5 separate regions of the Mus musculus genome follow, and regions 1, 2, 3 and 5 are each linked to region 4. A link is a contact called in public ChIA-PET, HiChIP or PLAC-seq and promoter capture Hi-C data. All regions are on one chromosome and are shown on one strand. The core of a region is the stretch at or near the end of the contact, and the rest is flanking DNA. Distances in the headings are between cores, read along the strand shown. Region 1 holds the start of Sdhc (succinate dehydrogenase complex, subunit C, integral membrane protein). Region 2 holds the start of Pcp4l1 (Purkinje cell protein 4-like 1). Region 3 holds the start of Slamf6 (SLAM family member 6). Region 4 holds the start of Alyref2 (Aly/REF export factor 2). Region 5 has its middle 32 kb from the start of Vangl2.

Region 1 (2,700 bases), core at 191-2,690, 350 kb before region 4:
TACACAAAAATATGGAAAAAAATTACTTGTAGACACAACCAATCTACATGAGGACAGAAGGTGAGGTAAATAATTCTTAGTGCTGGGATGACAGAATATCTGACTGACGGAAGGTGACAGCAGGACACACCCACAGTCCCCTCCCAGGGACTCAGTGTAATGCTTGGCAGGTAACACACTCAAACTGCTTTGGGAATTTGCTTTTCAAATAATTTCCATGTGAGACTGGCTAGATCCAGGAAGAACCCAAAGATGAAGACTCTACATACTAATCCCGAAACTCCTAAGATAAATGCCTGGAACCAATATGATCATTTTAAGCTAAATGTTAAACCATTGACCTGATATGCCCTAACATTCACCAGCATGTGTTACATCATAGAATTTGAAAGCATTTAATTATGGTCAAAATTAGGGATGAAAGATACAGCTCTGGAAAACCTGGTCCTGTCCTTCGGCTATGAGGATGCGCAGCAAGATAAAAATAAAGGATAAAGATAACCAATCCAAACTCCCCAAGACTCACTTTTACAAAGAAAGACTAAACAGAATCCCTCTATTTTTATACTGCATGACAGAAGTGGAAAGAGAAATGAAAACATATTTGGGAGAATCGGGGTCTGGAATCTCAACAGCACTGAAGCTAACTTTCCATAACAAATAATTTCCAAAAATAGGACTGGCACAAAACTGGGTTGGGATTTGTACCAGAAATGTCACTAGCCCTTACAACTATAAAGGCTCTGTGGATGATAGCTAATGAGTGAAGAATTCAGAACAAGGGGAAATCTAAGCTATTTCTCTGGACAGAAAATGGACACTTTAGAGAAAGGTGGTGACACCCACCCACCCAATTGTCCCGCTAAAACCAAAATTAAAACAAAACAAAGTGGATTTCCTGGGCAACATTAAGAGACCCACTGTGGATGCTATTATTGACCTTGGCTTGGGAGGGATGCATTAGGATGCCCGACAGTTTCCACCGGTTGCTAGCAGGATTGCCAGGAGTTAAAGCACCCAGTAGGTGCTCCAAGGAGCCCCTCCCTCTACAATCCCTAAGTCCCCCCAAAACTGCAGGCCTAGGGGCCCGCTGATCTCGAAGTTACAGCAGCTTTTTGGGGCCACAAGAGCAGTTTTCGAAGAGGCTTTAGAGGTGGGCGAGGCAGAAACAATGACAGCCGCGCCACTCGGCCACACACAGTGTGACCTCTAAGCCCTTCCGAGCCTCTCCGCCGGGGGAGAAGAGGGGGTGCTAAGATCCCAGGGGCGCGGCCTGCACACCCGCAGGTCCTTTCCCTGTCCCCGCAAGGCACACACCGCTGTCACCCCCTCAGGGACTAATTCAGGTTCCCCCAACGGTCGCGGGCGTGGACTCCTAGCCCCAGGCTAAAGTCACCTCAGCAAGAACGCAGCCATCTTGAGTTCCGGCCTGGACGGAAATGACGCATCGCTCCTCCCCCCGTGTGGCCCTGCCTTTGGGGGCGGAGCCGGCGGGGCGGAGGCGGGGACTATCATATGACACCTCAGAATTTTTAGGCTGGAACCTCCTTTGTGTTCCGGGCTTGGTGGATGGTACTTTTTTTGTTTTGGGTTCTTTTTGGTTTTTTTTGGTTTTAGTTTTTTGTTTTGCTTTGCTTTTCAGTTCTTCGGTTTTCCTCTCACGCGCCAGTTTCTAGCTAGCGTCGTTTGTCAAAGTTTTGGCCAAAATCGCCGAGTGGTTACCGTTAGTGCGTTTACCTGCCCGAGTGTTTATTTTGTAGGGCTCGCTCTGCCAGGCAGCCACTTCTCCGGCTTATTTATTCCCTGAGGATTTCAGAGGCTCACTTCACCCCCCTCCTTCCAAGTTGTCTTAAAAATCCCCTAGTTAGCTGGCTGAGACACCCAAGGAAAAATGCTAGTTTGGCCTTCTTCTGAACTTGGTGCCTCCCGTGTTAGGCAAGCACTATACCTTTAAGCCATATCCCCAGCAAGATAAGCAAACCGTACCCCAAATTGGGCCGTAGGGAGTGTGTCGTGGGCTGCCAGAGGGCCATCCGCCATCCCTTTCAATGTTGGCATCCTTTCTCACCACCTCCTTTAGGCCTGGCAATTCCAGGGTTTGAGCTGCAGCACGAACCAAACTCCCACTGGCCAAAGACAACGCTCTTTTGTTTATTTTTTCAGCGATATGTGGGTGACACCCACAGCCACAAGAGCCTAGGGGTGTGGAGGAGAACCCGCTTTGATTTATATATACTGTATATCCACGGTTTTGAGGATTCCAAGCACAGAAATCAGTTGCAGAGTCTCTCGACTGAGGAAAGAGAGAAAGACATGAAATGAAATGTCAAAGTTCCTGACCCTGGGCGCTGAGGGGTGGCAAGGCAAAGGGAGAAAGAATAAAGGGGGGCAGCCCAGAGCAACTCTTATTCTGTAGCAAATCTCTTTTTGAATGTATTAATATTCAGATCCCATTTATATTTAGCAATCTAGCTCTCTCCTGCCTTTTTCCTTTCAGGATTTAAATAGCACAAATTCGCTTTTTTCCCCCCTTCATCAAATGAATAATATTATTTTGCATTTTTGTAACGTTAGACAAAGAAAGCACTTTGTAGACTTTTAGGGACCTTTGAGGTTCTCTCATCCAACCCTCCGTTCAGTGCAGGAATCTCTTTTGCAGTGTTTCTTGATCTTCAAGATGGACGCGACACAATTCAGTGC
Region 2 (2,700 bases), core at 148-2,647, 310 kb before region 4:
AGCTGTTTTTCTGTAACCAACTAACTTGAAACACACACACACACACACACACACACACGCACGCACGCACACTAGCTAACTCAGATTCCAGATTGAGAACCTACTAGACTCCAGGTAGAGTGCTAAGTACTTGGCATATATAATTTAATCTTTTAGAACAACCAGTGTTACCTTCATTTTACAGATAGAAAGCTGAAGCACAGACAAATTAAGTGATGCTCCCATGGCCACAGAGCTACTAAGTAGCACAACTAGGCACTGGCATACAGCTGAGCAACATACTGAACACAAGGGCGCGCTTACTAAGAATGGGGCCGCAGAAGGCAGGCATGCTAAGCCACTGTTCAAATCGACGTCATCCAGGAACGACAATCTTGTCTCCTGATAAGAGGATCTGCCTGGGATGCTACAAATTAAGTCAGATAACAGGGACAGTTCTTCTTAATGTGTTACCATGGACAGTGTTCTTTGAACCGAGTCAACCAGTTACAGGACCGGGTTGGCTCCCATGACCATCACCACAGAACCTGTGCGAAAATTTGGATGTAACAGGCACTGCACTGCAACGGGAGGTCTTCTCTGGAAGAGAACATCTCCCCAGGTGCTAGATGTGCCTTCCTCTTCTACAGTATTCATGGACGTCAGGTACCCCCCCACACACACACACACACACATCGTTCCTCATTGAATAAGTGAAAACTGCCACCCGAAGGGAGGGAGTTAGGTGGCCAGGGATGGAGCTGTTGGCTGCTACTTATAGAGTGCAAGAACCACACAATCCTAGCGGAGGTCGGAGAGAACTGAAGTGAGGGCATCAAAGAAAGCCATGGTAACCTCGGAGCAATACGATATAGATGCGGAGGATAGCACCCAAGAGAGTTTATCTGCCCGAGAGCTCAGTTCCCGCTTACAGCTGACTCCAGTCACCCCCTCCCCAAAGCACTATTGCAATTGTTAGGCTAAAAGCACCCCCTGCCAGTGGCTTCCGAGAGCCGGGAGGTAGGGGCTTTCCTAGAGGGGCAGTGGCGTCCATCCAGAGAGTAACTCTAGCTTCCCGGGACCTGGAGCCGCAGCCTTCTCCCCGCCGCAGCCCTGGCCCGGACGCGGAGGTGACGGGGTATGCCAAGTGGCACCACTCACCTCGCTCATCCCGGCGGCCGGACGGGCGTGGCAGGCGCAGGTGAGGCAAGGGGTCCTCGGAGATGCGTGCGTGAACCGCGGCCGAGAGTTGCTGGGCTCCGGGGCAGGGGCCCTGGAGGGCTCGGAGGGGAGAGTGCACGCTGCGAGCTGTTGCTTAATGCTGCCCCAAATGCTCCGGCTGCAGCGCTGCTCAGGGAGCCCCTTCTGACCTGGTCCTGTCAGCAGCTCCGGGCGCCTTGACCGGCTCCACCTTTTATAGTGAGCTGCGGTCCCTGCCTCCAGCCCAACCAATAGAAACTCTGCCTAGTGCAGACTGACAGCTCCTTGAACCCAGTGGTGGCAGGCTCAGAAATCTGCTGCATTTCCAAACTAGGGTAAGACGGAGAGAGCGGGAAGGAGGGGGGAGACCATGGGGGATGAGAAGACAGAAAACGAAGTAGGGAACCGGTAAAGGAAAGAGAAGTAGTAAGTAGTAACTGAAGAAACTGAACTCTGGTCCTCTTGAAGAACAGCTAAGGCTCTTGAGCCTTAGCTCAACCTCACATTGTATATATCGTTTAAGGAAAAAGAAAATAAACAGAACACAGGTAAACACACAGACCTTTTAGTTCTGTTTATCTATCTAGTTTTCATCTAAGGAAATTCTTTAATTTTCAAGCCTACAGTTCTTATTGACTTCATAAAAATCTCTTACAGCTTCAGTCAGTCAAACCCGGATACTGCAGCTTTCATAGATATATTCTTTGGTTGGTACCATCACAGACTGTTAACAACTGTAACTGTGACTTGTCACTACCATTCAGTGGTTTGGTCTCTTCTCAACAACCAACTTCAAGGAAGACCTCAATCGGTCTTTTTTTCTAACTTGACTCTTTGTGTTTATACATTTCCTCTGTTGGGTTAGAAATTAGGAAGATGGGGGAAAGATCCATCTGAGATCCTGTGATTCTGTTTCTAATAGGAATCTGGTTGCCTCAGTTACTAAAGTTCTAACTAGGCTGGCTCCTACTCACTCTGTACAGCATACTCCTCTGGAATCTTTCTAATGAACAATTAATTAGCATTGAAAAGGTTGTCCTTAGTGAAACAAACCTTAATTCTTGCTGCTATGAAATGAGCTTTGAGATGATAATGAGAATTCACCCTGTAGGTTAGGGATCAGCTAACTTTCCAGGTAACAATCAAATAATAAATGTTTTTTTCTTTGTAGGATCGCTGTACTCTTTGCTGAGCCATTTCCTACTGCACTTGAATACGGGCACAAATACTTATGTCAACAAACAGCTATGGCTCCATCTGATATAAATGTATTTGTGACCACTGAAGTTTGAATTTCATATAAATTTCATGGGCTACACTGTGTCTTCTTTTTAAATTTTAGTGGAGGAGCTGCAGAGGTGGCTCAGCAGCTAAGAGCACTTGCTGCTGTTCCAGAAGTCACTTCCAGGCACCTGTACAAACATGGGAATATGGCATATACTCATACATATAGTAAATAAATTTTAGTGTATATGATGGTCTGTATATGCTTGGCCCAGGAAGGGGTAGCCTTGTTGGAAT
Region 3 (2,869 bases), core at 72-2,571, 410 kb after region 4:
GGAGATTTGAGCAAGTATCTCTAATCACCTCATATAGGACTGAGAACAAAACAAAGAAACAGCCCTCACAAGTCCGGATTAGTTCTTTGAGGTTACTGACAGGTGCACGGATGAGGGGTTATCTGTAGGCGTGGGGGTGGTTCAAAGGCATTTGCATACCTGACAGCCCACTCTCAGAGCACCATCAATGACCTAATACTTTTCTACTTGGACCTTCTCAAAGTTGCCACCACATCTGCATCAACATACTGGAGACCAAGCCTCCAGCATCCGAATCTTCCGAGGTCAGAACCACAGGGATTGGGGCAAAAAAAAATAACAACTGAGCCACATTATAAACGAGTAAGATCTGACAAGCATTACAGAAGATGGCACAGACAAGGTGAACATTTTCTCAAGTGCGTAGAGAGGACACGATTTAAGTCTCTCTAAAAATTTCTAAGTTAAAATCATTCAAGGTATTTCCTTTCTTTTTCAAGGTATTCTTCTCTCATATATATTACATCCCTGACAGCAGTTTCCCTCTCTCCTCCCTCCCAGTCTTTCCCCTCCCCCCTTACTTCCCCCAACACCTCCCTCAGCCCCCTCCATCCAGTTCTCTTCCTTTTCGCTCCAGAAAAGAGCAAGTCTCTCAGGGATATCAACCAAACAAGGCATATCCAGTTGCAATAAAACTAGGTACCTCCCCTCATAAGGACTAGGCAACCCAATAGGAGGAAGAGTCCCAAAATCAGGCAAGAGTCAGAGACAGCCCCCTATCCCACTGTTGGAAGTCCTACTAGAAGACCAAGCTACATAATCATTATATATATAATATATATATATATATATATATATATATATAGCACCTAGGTTAGAACCATGCAGGGTCCCTAGTTGCCACTTCAGTCTCTGTGAGCGCCCCATGAACCCAGGCTAATTGATTCTGTAGGTTTTCTTGAGGTGTCCTTGACCCCTTTGTCTCCAACAATCCTTCCTCCACCTCTTCTGCAAGATTCCCCAAGCTCCACAGGATGTTTGACTCTGGATCTCTGCATCTGTTTCCATCAGTTGCTGGGTGAAGCCTCTCTGATGACAACTGGGCTAGGCTCCTGCCTCAAGTATAGCAGATTTGTTTTGCTATGGTTGGTTTGTTTGTTTGTTTGTTTGTTTGTTTGTTTGTTGTGTCTCTGGGCTATCCAGCCTCTGCTTCATGGCTCTCCACACAGTATCAGGAGTGGGCTCCCCGTCCTGGCATAGGTCTTAAGATGGACCAGTCACTGATTGGCCACTCCCACAATTTCTGTGTCACCTTTACCCCAGCACATCTTGCTGGCAAGACAAATCATAAGTAGAAGGTTTTTGTGGCTGGGTTGGTGTCCCAGTCCCTCCACCAGAAGTCTTGCCTGGTTACAGAAGATGGCCCGTTCAAGTTCCACGTTCCCTACTGCTAAGAGTCTTAGCTTACAAAAGATATTCTTGTAAGCCAAGTGTGAAGTTAATCACGACAACCAAAGGTTTGCTAACATAGAGGAAGAGCTCTCATCAATAGGGGAACAGAAAGTCTCAGCGACAAGCTTATGAAAGAATGGCTGTCTCAAGGGCTCCAGCACCCGACTCCGCCTGTCAGAGGATGGTCTGGCTCTTTCCACTTGTCTTCTGCCTCGGCTCAGGTAAAAAACGTCTGTGGAAACTGATTGAGTCACTGAGTGAGTTCCTTCTTTGGAATGCCTTGCTCCTCTTGGTCAGGTTGACTGCCCAGTTCTCTATTCAGAGACTTAGAAAGCTCACCGTGGTCCTAGCGAACTGCTTCCCGCAGACTGCCACGGGACTGATTCAGAGCAAACACTTCGGCTGGGGGCCAAGGGGAAGGGAAGTGTTTTCTGAGATATGGAAAATGAGTCTTTGTAAGTCAGGACTGTTCGTGACCAGCGTATTGTGGTACAAAAATAAGTTTAAGCGGGAAAAAGATCTACAATTTAACTACTGTGATACTGTGCGACTTCAGGGGGCTTCATTATCTTTCCCGAGCTTCACTCTTCGCTCAGATACTGAAAACCCACCAACGCTTTCACACTGCAATTAGGAAGGGATTGACTGAGCCTGCTTCTTCTCCCTGCTATCTGGAAAGCTCTCACTGTCTTTAAGAACTCAGAGGGTGCCTATCTGGACTGAAGCGTAGTGTTCTAAAACAGGAGATCAAGCAATGGCTACTAACACAGACCTAGCCCCGAGAGAATTCATTGAAGAAAAAAAAAAAGAACCAATAGGTAGCCTAGCATTTATTTTATTCCAGAAAATGAGCTAATTATTAAACATGCATTACATTTAGATGTCCATAACGTGTTTGTGAATTTATTCTATTAATAGCTACAAGTAACTTAGACTATGGCAATTTAAATAACTTTTGAAAATTCTATTAGTCATCAGGTAGCTGAAAAAAACCAATAAAAATAAAAACAAATCACTTGACTAAAACTTTCAGTAACAAACACCTGTGTGCATGCACACACACAAACCAAGACATACTGCAGATATAGAGCTATCTAGACAAATTGACAACAGAAAGAAAAAGAAAGCAAGGTTCATTAAGTCATTTGATAAACCATTCACTAAATGACCACTGAATGCACGGCACTGTGGGCGTTTCAGGAACTAAGTCAACACAATTTCTGTTCTGCGGAATTAACGTCTTGGCAGGGAAGATAAACTATAAACAGGTAAAATGTGCACTGGCTTAGGACAAATAATCTTGAAAAAATAAAGCAAAGAGAGAGGAGGGAGAACATTAACGTTGCGTCGTAGGCTGGACAGTCAAAGATAGGGATAGAATTAGGATGGAGGAGCTGACACAGGAGGAAGGTCGGCTCCTTTTCTGATCTATTTGTTT
Region 4 (2,700 bases), core at 162-2,661:
CCTGCCACTTTGTTACCTGTTCTTTTTTTTTTTTTTTAAGATTTATTTATTATTATATCTAAGTACACTGTAGCTGTCTTCAGACACACCAGAAGAGGGAGTCAGATCTCATTACGGATGGTTGTGAGCCACCATGTGGTTGCTGATTTGAACTTCGGACCTTCGGAAGAGCAGTCGGTGCTCTTAACCACTGAGCCATCTCTCCAGCCCCCTTGTTACCTGTTCTTATTACTGAGGTATTTTAGCTATAAGGAGACTGAGGTATTTCAAAGGGACAGTCTCTGTCCTTAAGGGAAAGGTCTTGGGTGGGAGAGTAGTTTTCATTTTTTTGGGGGGGGAGGGACTGGGGGGAGATGGGGAATTGCATCATAGTCTAGCCCCTCCCACAGCTCTGAGGGTAACCTGTCCCTTCTGCTCGAGTGGCTGCATTTATTTTTTAGAATGTATCTGCCTTTATTTGTATGAATATTTTGCCTGCGTATCTGAGCGTTGCTTGGCACTGATGGAAGTCAGAAGGGGGCGCTAGTTCTTCCTCAGCTACAGAGCTGGGTTAGCCATCTTGCTAGAAAATTGTACGTGCCTTAAGTCCATAACCACCTTGCACTTAAATAAAATATTAAAAATAATGGTTTATACATATGTTCACTGAGACCACAACATAACGCAGCTAGATAAAAAACAGCTTAATAAATAACATGTCTACAGACTTCCCACAAAAACTTAGTATTTGCTTTTAAAGGCTTATTTACTTTATCGGTTATGAGACACAACGCCATGCGACTGAGCCCTTTTAACCAATGAGCTGTCTCTTTAGCCTAAGCTCAAGCCATTTTTACCTTACAGTGGTTAACACTGAAGACAAGAAAATACATAGAGCACACAATAAAGACTGTTAATTCTAACTTTGGTTAACACTGAAGACAAAAAAATACATAGAGCACACAATAAAGACTGTTAATTCTAACTTTAAACATTATTAATAGCCTTGCTAAAGCAAGGCCTCAAAAAATTAGTGTAAGACTCAGAATTGTTCCTCTCCACGGAAATCTTTAGTAAAAGGCGAAAGATTTATACGATCTGAAGAGAAACCAGAGTATACCCAGCTGTCCTAGTGTACAGTTCTCGGCCGACTGTATTTCCTAGACAACTAATGGTGACTATTTACTCCTAAAGACACTGACTACTTTATTATATCAGATAAATCTTTGAAGGTTCTATCACATTAAGGAATAAAAGGAATAAAACAGAACAACGAAAACAACACGCTACCCTTTTAAATTATACAACCATCTGTGTGCACTGCATTGTGGGTATGCAAATATCGCGGAGAAGCCGCGTGGCCCGCTCGGTTTCCGGAAGTGCCTCGAATTTGTCCCAGATGTCTCTAGGCGCTGGGCGGCCACCAGGGGTCAGAGCGAAAGCCAGATTCACAAGCGCACAGACTTCCAATTTCCAAGTGTGATTTTGGTGCGCTTGTGATTCCAGCACCGGTCGGAGAGGCGGAGTCAAGGCGGGGGAATCATTGAATTTGAGTACTTTCTGGTCTGCACCGCGAGGGCCGGGCCAGTCAGGCCCGGATCCGCGCCCGCCATGGCCGACAAGATGGACATGTCTTTGGACGACATCATTAAGCTGAACCGTAACCAGCGCCGGGTGAATCGAGGCGGCGGGCCTAGGAGGAACCGGCCCGCCATCGCCCGCGGCGGCAGGAACCGGCCGGCACCGTACAGTAGACCGAAACCACTTCCGGACAAGTGGCAGCACGACCTATTCGACAGCGGCTGCGGGGGTGGGGAAGGCGTGGAGACCGGTGCCAAGCTGCTCGTGTCAAACCTGGACTTCGGGGTGTCAGATGCTGACATTCAGGAACTCTTTGCTGAATTTGGAACGTTGAAAAAAGCCGCTGTGGACTACGATCGCTCTGGACGAAGTTTAGGGACGGCGGATGTACACTTTGAACGGAGGGCAGATGCCCTGAAGGCTATGAAGCAGTACAAGGGCGTCCCTTTGGATGGCCGCCCTATGGACATCCAGCTTGTCACGTCACAGATCGATCCACAGCGAAGACCTGCACAAAGCGGAAACAGAGGCGGCATGACAAGGAGCCGTGGCTCTGGAGGCTTTGGTGGCCGCGGCAGCCAGGGAAGGGGTAGAGGCACTGGCAGGAACTCAAAGCAGCAGCAGCTTTCTGCAGAGGAGTTGGACGCACAGCTGGATGCTTACAATGCAAGGAGGGACACCAGCTAAACAACCGAACAAATCCGCACAAGAACCGGGACCCAGACGCCTCGTCTGTGATGCCTTAGAGGGAGGGTAGGCAACTGGACTGTGCAGACAATGGTGAATTTGGTTTTTTGTTTCTTTTTACTTCCTGTTTTAAAATAGGATCTAAAAACTCATGTAAAGTTTTTTTTTTTTTTTTTTTTTAAATTCTGAAACAGACCTGTTTTGTACTGAGTTATTTTTTGGGATAAGTTTTCCTGGGTGCTGTTGTGGAGAAGGTGGCATTTTCACCTTTGTCATAATAAAATAGAAATGTGTGTAGAACTGGAAAAATTAAAAAAGAAAAAGAAAAATTACAAATTACAATATGACTTTTATGGACAGAACACATGACTGACTAGCATGCATGAAGAAGTGGGTTTCATTCTCAGCTCCATCATGTAAGAATAAAACAAGAATTGAAAAAACCTTGCCTTT
Region 5 (2,761 bases), core at 78-2,577, 490 kb after region 4:
TTTCTTTTTAAAATAGGGTAATGCTGAGTACTGAACGTGCAAAGAGCACCCACAACAAGTCAGACACAAGGAATTCCCCAAGAGGAACCTTCTTTTGTTTTTGTTTTTGTTTTTCAAGACAAAGTTTCATTCTGTGGCCCTGGCTGCCCTGGAACTCACTCTGTAGACAAGGCTGGCCTTGAACTCACAGAGCTCCAACTGCCTCTGCCTTTGCCTTCCAAGTGCTGGGTTTAAAAGCATGCACCGTCACTGTCCAATTTAAGTATTTTTTTCTTATTAAGGCATGTTTTGACCCCTTAAACTTCATGGGTACACAAGCTTTCTCTTAGGGCCTTGCTACTCCAGGTAGCCTGAGACCATCAGCTACATCTTCTAGCGCTGTGAACTGAATTATGTTCTCAGAATTTAGATGCTGAAGTCTCACCTAATTCCACCTAATTATTTGAGAAGAAATTAGGGTAATAAAGGGGTGTGAGAGAGAAGTCTCACTGTGAAATCATTTACCTGGTTAGAGATCAGAAACCTGGTATCTCTCTCCCTCTCCACCCCCAACGTGATGCCATCATAAGAGGAATGCTACCCCCAACCCAAGATTTTTCTCCAGATCCCAGCCACATAAACCTCAGATTTTAGCTCCTAGAACCATAAAATAATGAAATTCTGTTAAGTCATCCAATCTGTGGTACTTTGTCATGGCAGCCCAAGCTACTAAGGCACCAGACCCTCAAGATGTACACTCTTAGTCTGACAGTGGTGACATACTCCTTTAATCCCAGAGGCAGAGACAAGTGGATCACTGAGTTCGAGGCCAGCCTGGTCTACAGAGCAAGTTCCAAGACAGCTAAGGCTACACAGAGAAACCCAGGGCCTGTGCCAGACCTGCTGGATGAGACTCTGCATTTCTAGCAGGTGCTTGAATGATCTGCACACTTGTCATAGGCACAGTGACAGCTGAGCCAGCTCTACTTGCGGGGAGCTGTTTCAAGATAGAATAAACCACCTGAACTTTTCAATCTAAGAAAGAAAGACCCCTGGTGTCCAGTTGTTTAATATGCCCCAAATCAAGAGGCCTCAGATCTCATAGCAGCCCTGGCAAACAAAATCTGCAGGGTAAGTTGTATCTGCTTTCTCTCCAGTTCCACCCCATTGTTATGGGGGAAGGGACTGTGTTAGGAGATAAGCACAGAGCCAGAAGATAACAACCCCTCAAATGGAGTTAATCTAGACTGTAAAAACTCTAACCTAAAATTACATGCTAGGGTATCAGTGGGAACCAACATTAAGAGGAACGTGTAAGGAACAAACCCACCCTAACCGGTCTCCCCCACAGTGAAGGTCATGCAAATGTTTGGCATCTGTGGTAGCACAGGAGGCCCTCCCCTTCCTCTCAGATGTTTTGCATCACATTTCCACTTTTTTTTTTAAACTGAAATCTTAACAACTATACTAGTGCTTTTATTGTTCGATCTATGTTTAAAACTACATATGGCTGTACATGGTGTTTTACTTAGGGTTTTGTTTGTTTTACATATACAGACTTCATTTTTCTAAGTGTTGTGGTTTCTCAGGAAAGTGGAGTCTAATGCCCAGAGATTTTCCTCACGTTCCCCGTCCCCCCACCTACGCAGCCTCCCCCATGATCAGCATCCTGCATGGAGTGGAACATTGGTCACAACTGGCAAACCTACAATGACTCACAGCGTCAGAGTCCATAGCTGGCATTGCAGTTCAGTCTTGGTAAGCTACATTGCGGAGTTGAACAAATTACGATAATATCCACCACTATAGTAACGTACATAGACGTGCTGCCCTAAAAGCCTACCTTTCCAGTTTAAAGCACATATTTGTCCTGGCTAAGCCACAAATAGCACAGGCTAGTTGTGTCCTAAAGTGAGAACAAATAAACTATTAACTAGATTCAATTTGTTTTCTCAACCACAGATTCTCTTACAGGATACCGGTGTACAGGTAGCCTTTTGAGCGGTGGCTTCAAAATGGTTCACATTCTCACTGCTTGCTTCAGTCTGTCCCCTGGACCTCCTCTGGGGGACATTATAATAACTTAGGTGTCAACAGTAGGAGACAAAATAGCCACAATAGTATTTCTCATTTGTGCTAGCAAAAGCCCTGGGAGCTCCTAGGGAATAGAAGCCATGGTTTATATATCTCTGCATCCCAATGTCTAGCATAAAGAAACATCTTCCTGAAACTTACTGAGGTAAGAGAAACCTATGCCTTGCCCATGTTTCCTAAACCATCTAAGCCAGTACCTTTTCCCACTATTCCACCGATTCCATGTGTGACATTTGCTGTTCCAAGCTGCATATCTCTCTCTCTCTCTCTCTCTCTCTCTCTCTCTCTCTCTCTCTCTCTCTTTCTCTCCCTCCCTCCCTCCTTCCCTCCCTCCCTCCTTCTCTTTCCCTTCCCTCCCTCTCCCCCTCTTCCCTGCCTTTCTCTCCCTCCCTCCCTCCCTCCCTCCCTCCCTCCCTCCCTCCCTCCCTCTCTCCTTCCTACTACTTTACCATGCACTGACGCAATAGTTTTCCAAAAGCTGACTTTCTCCCATGCAACTTTCCCAGCAACTGGAAGAGCCTTCCCATCACTTGCTTAGACTAATAAAGAAAATCAGGAGCTATCTTATGTAGTTGACTTTCAGTTCTGTAGATTGAATTGTTCCTCTCCCCACCCCACAAAAAAAAAAATAAGCTAATAACAAATCACTGAGTGTAACATCGTGTCACCTCACCAAGAACCACAGCCT

Evidence for each region. ChIA-PET counts read pairs in DNA pulled down with a chosen protein or histone mark. HiChIP or PLAC-seq counts read pairs in DNA pulled down with a chosen protein or histone mark. Capture Hi-C pulls out chosen DNA fragments and counts their contacts.
Region 1: a contact with region 4 is called in a promoter capture Hi-C map of liver. The contact joins the promoter of Sdhc here to the promoter of Alyref2 in region 4. A contact is called at or near these places in 1 of 484 Hi-C or Micro-C datasets (embryonic stem cells), 4 of 115 datasets of contacts at active chromatin or transcription factors (embryonic stem cells, memory CD8 T cells, microglia and 1 more) and 3 of 9 other capture datasets (adipose tissue, liver and pancreatic islet).
Region 2: a contact with region 4 is called in a promoter capture Hi-C map of adipose tissue. The contact joins the promoter of Pcp4l1 here to the promoter of Alyref2 in region 4. A contact is called at or near these places in 2 of 39 promoter capture datasets (embryonic stem cells and macrophages), 1 of 115 datasets of contacts at active chromatin or transcription factors (pancreatic cancer cells) and 1 of 9 other capture datasets (adipose tissue).
Region 3: a contact with region 4 is called in an RNA polymerase II ChIA-PET map of memory CD8 T cells, with 59 read pairs. The contact joins the promoter of Slamf6 here to the promoter of Alyref2 in region 4. A contact is called at or near these places in 1 of 484 Hi-C or Micro-C datasets (regulatory T cells), 2 of 115 datasets of contacts at active chromatin or transcription factors (effector CD8 T cells and memory CD8 T cells) and 2 of 9 other capture datasets (liver and macrophages).
Region 5: an H3K27ac HiChIP or PLAC-seq map of large pre-B cells shows a contact between it and region 4, with 2.2 times the contacts expected there. The contact joins the enhancer-like site here to the promoter of Alyref2 in region 4. A contact is called at or near these places in 1 of 39 promoter capture datasets (hippocampal neurons), 7 of 484 Hi-C or Micro-C datasets (B cells, cerebral cortex, cortical neurons and 3 more) and 5 of 115 datasets of contacts at active chromatin or transcription factors (astrocytes, embryonic stem cells, forebrain and 2 more).

What each region holds. Positions count from the first base shown.
Region 1 is chr1:171,149,163-171,151,862 of GRCm38.p6, forward strand. Sdhc (succinate dehydrogenase complex, subunit C, integral membrane protein) reads right to left here and starts at 1,441. Exons shown (of 6, transcript NM_025321.3): 1 at 1,397-1,441. The coding sequence starts at 1,416. It also overlaps a transcript of Mpz not described here.
Region 2 is chr1:171,194,871-171,197,570 of GRCm38.p6, forward strand. It overlaps Pcp4l1 (Purkinje cell protein 4-like 1), which reads right to left and starts at 1,398. Exons shown (of 3, transcript NM_025557.1): 1 at 1,141-1,398. The coding sequence starts at 1,149.
Region 3 is chr1:171,916,141-171,919,009 of GRCm38.p6, forward strand. Slamf6 (SLAM family member 6) reads left to right here and starts at 1,322. Exons shown (of 9, transcript NM_001347186.1): 1 at 1,322-1,652. The coding sequence starts at 1,568. All of the region lies in intron 1 of Gm37065 (predicted gene, 37065), which reads right to left.
Region 4 is chr1:171,502,067-171,504,766 of GRCm38.p6, forward strand. Alyref2 (Aly/REF export factor 2) reads left to right here and starts at 1,412. Exons shown (of 1, transcript NM_019484.4): 1 at 1,412-2,684. The coding sequence starts at 1,591. The coding sequence ends at 2,247. LOC115487699 (a small nuclear RNA gene) reads right to left here and starts at 1,097; the gene lies at 982-1,097.
Region 5 is chr1:171,993,859-171,996,619 of GRCm38.p6, forward strand. No RefSeq gene overlaps it. Among named protein-coding and RNA genes, the nearest start is that of Vangl2, 32 kb to the right of the region's middle. Within about 2 kb of position 1,328, at least 31 of the 459 cell types and tissues checked have an H3K27ac peak or open chromatin away from gene starts, as enhancers often do. A contact at or near this core is called in B cells, where this site is marked.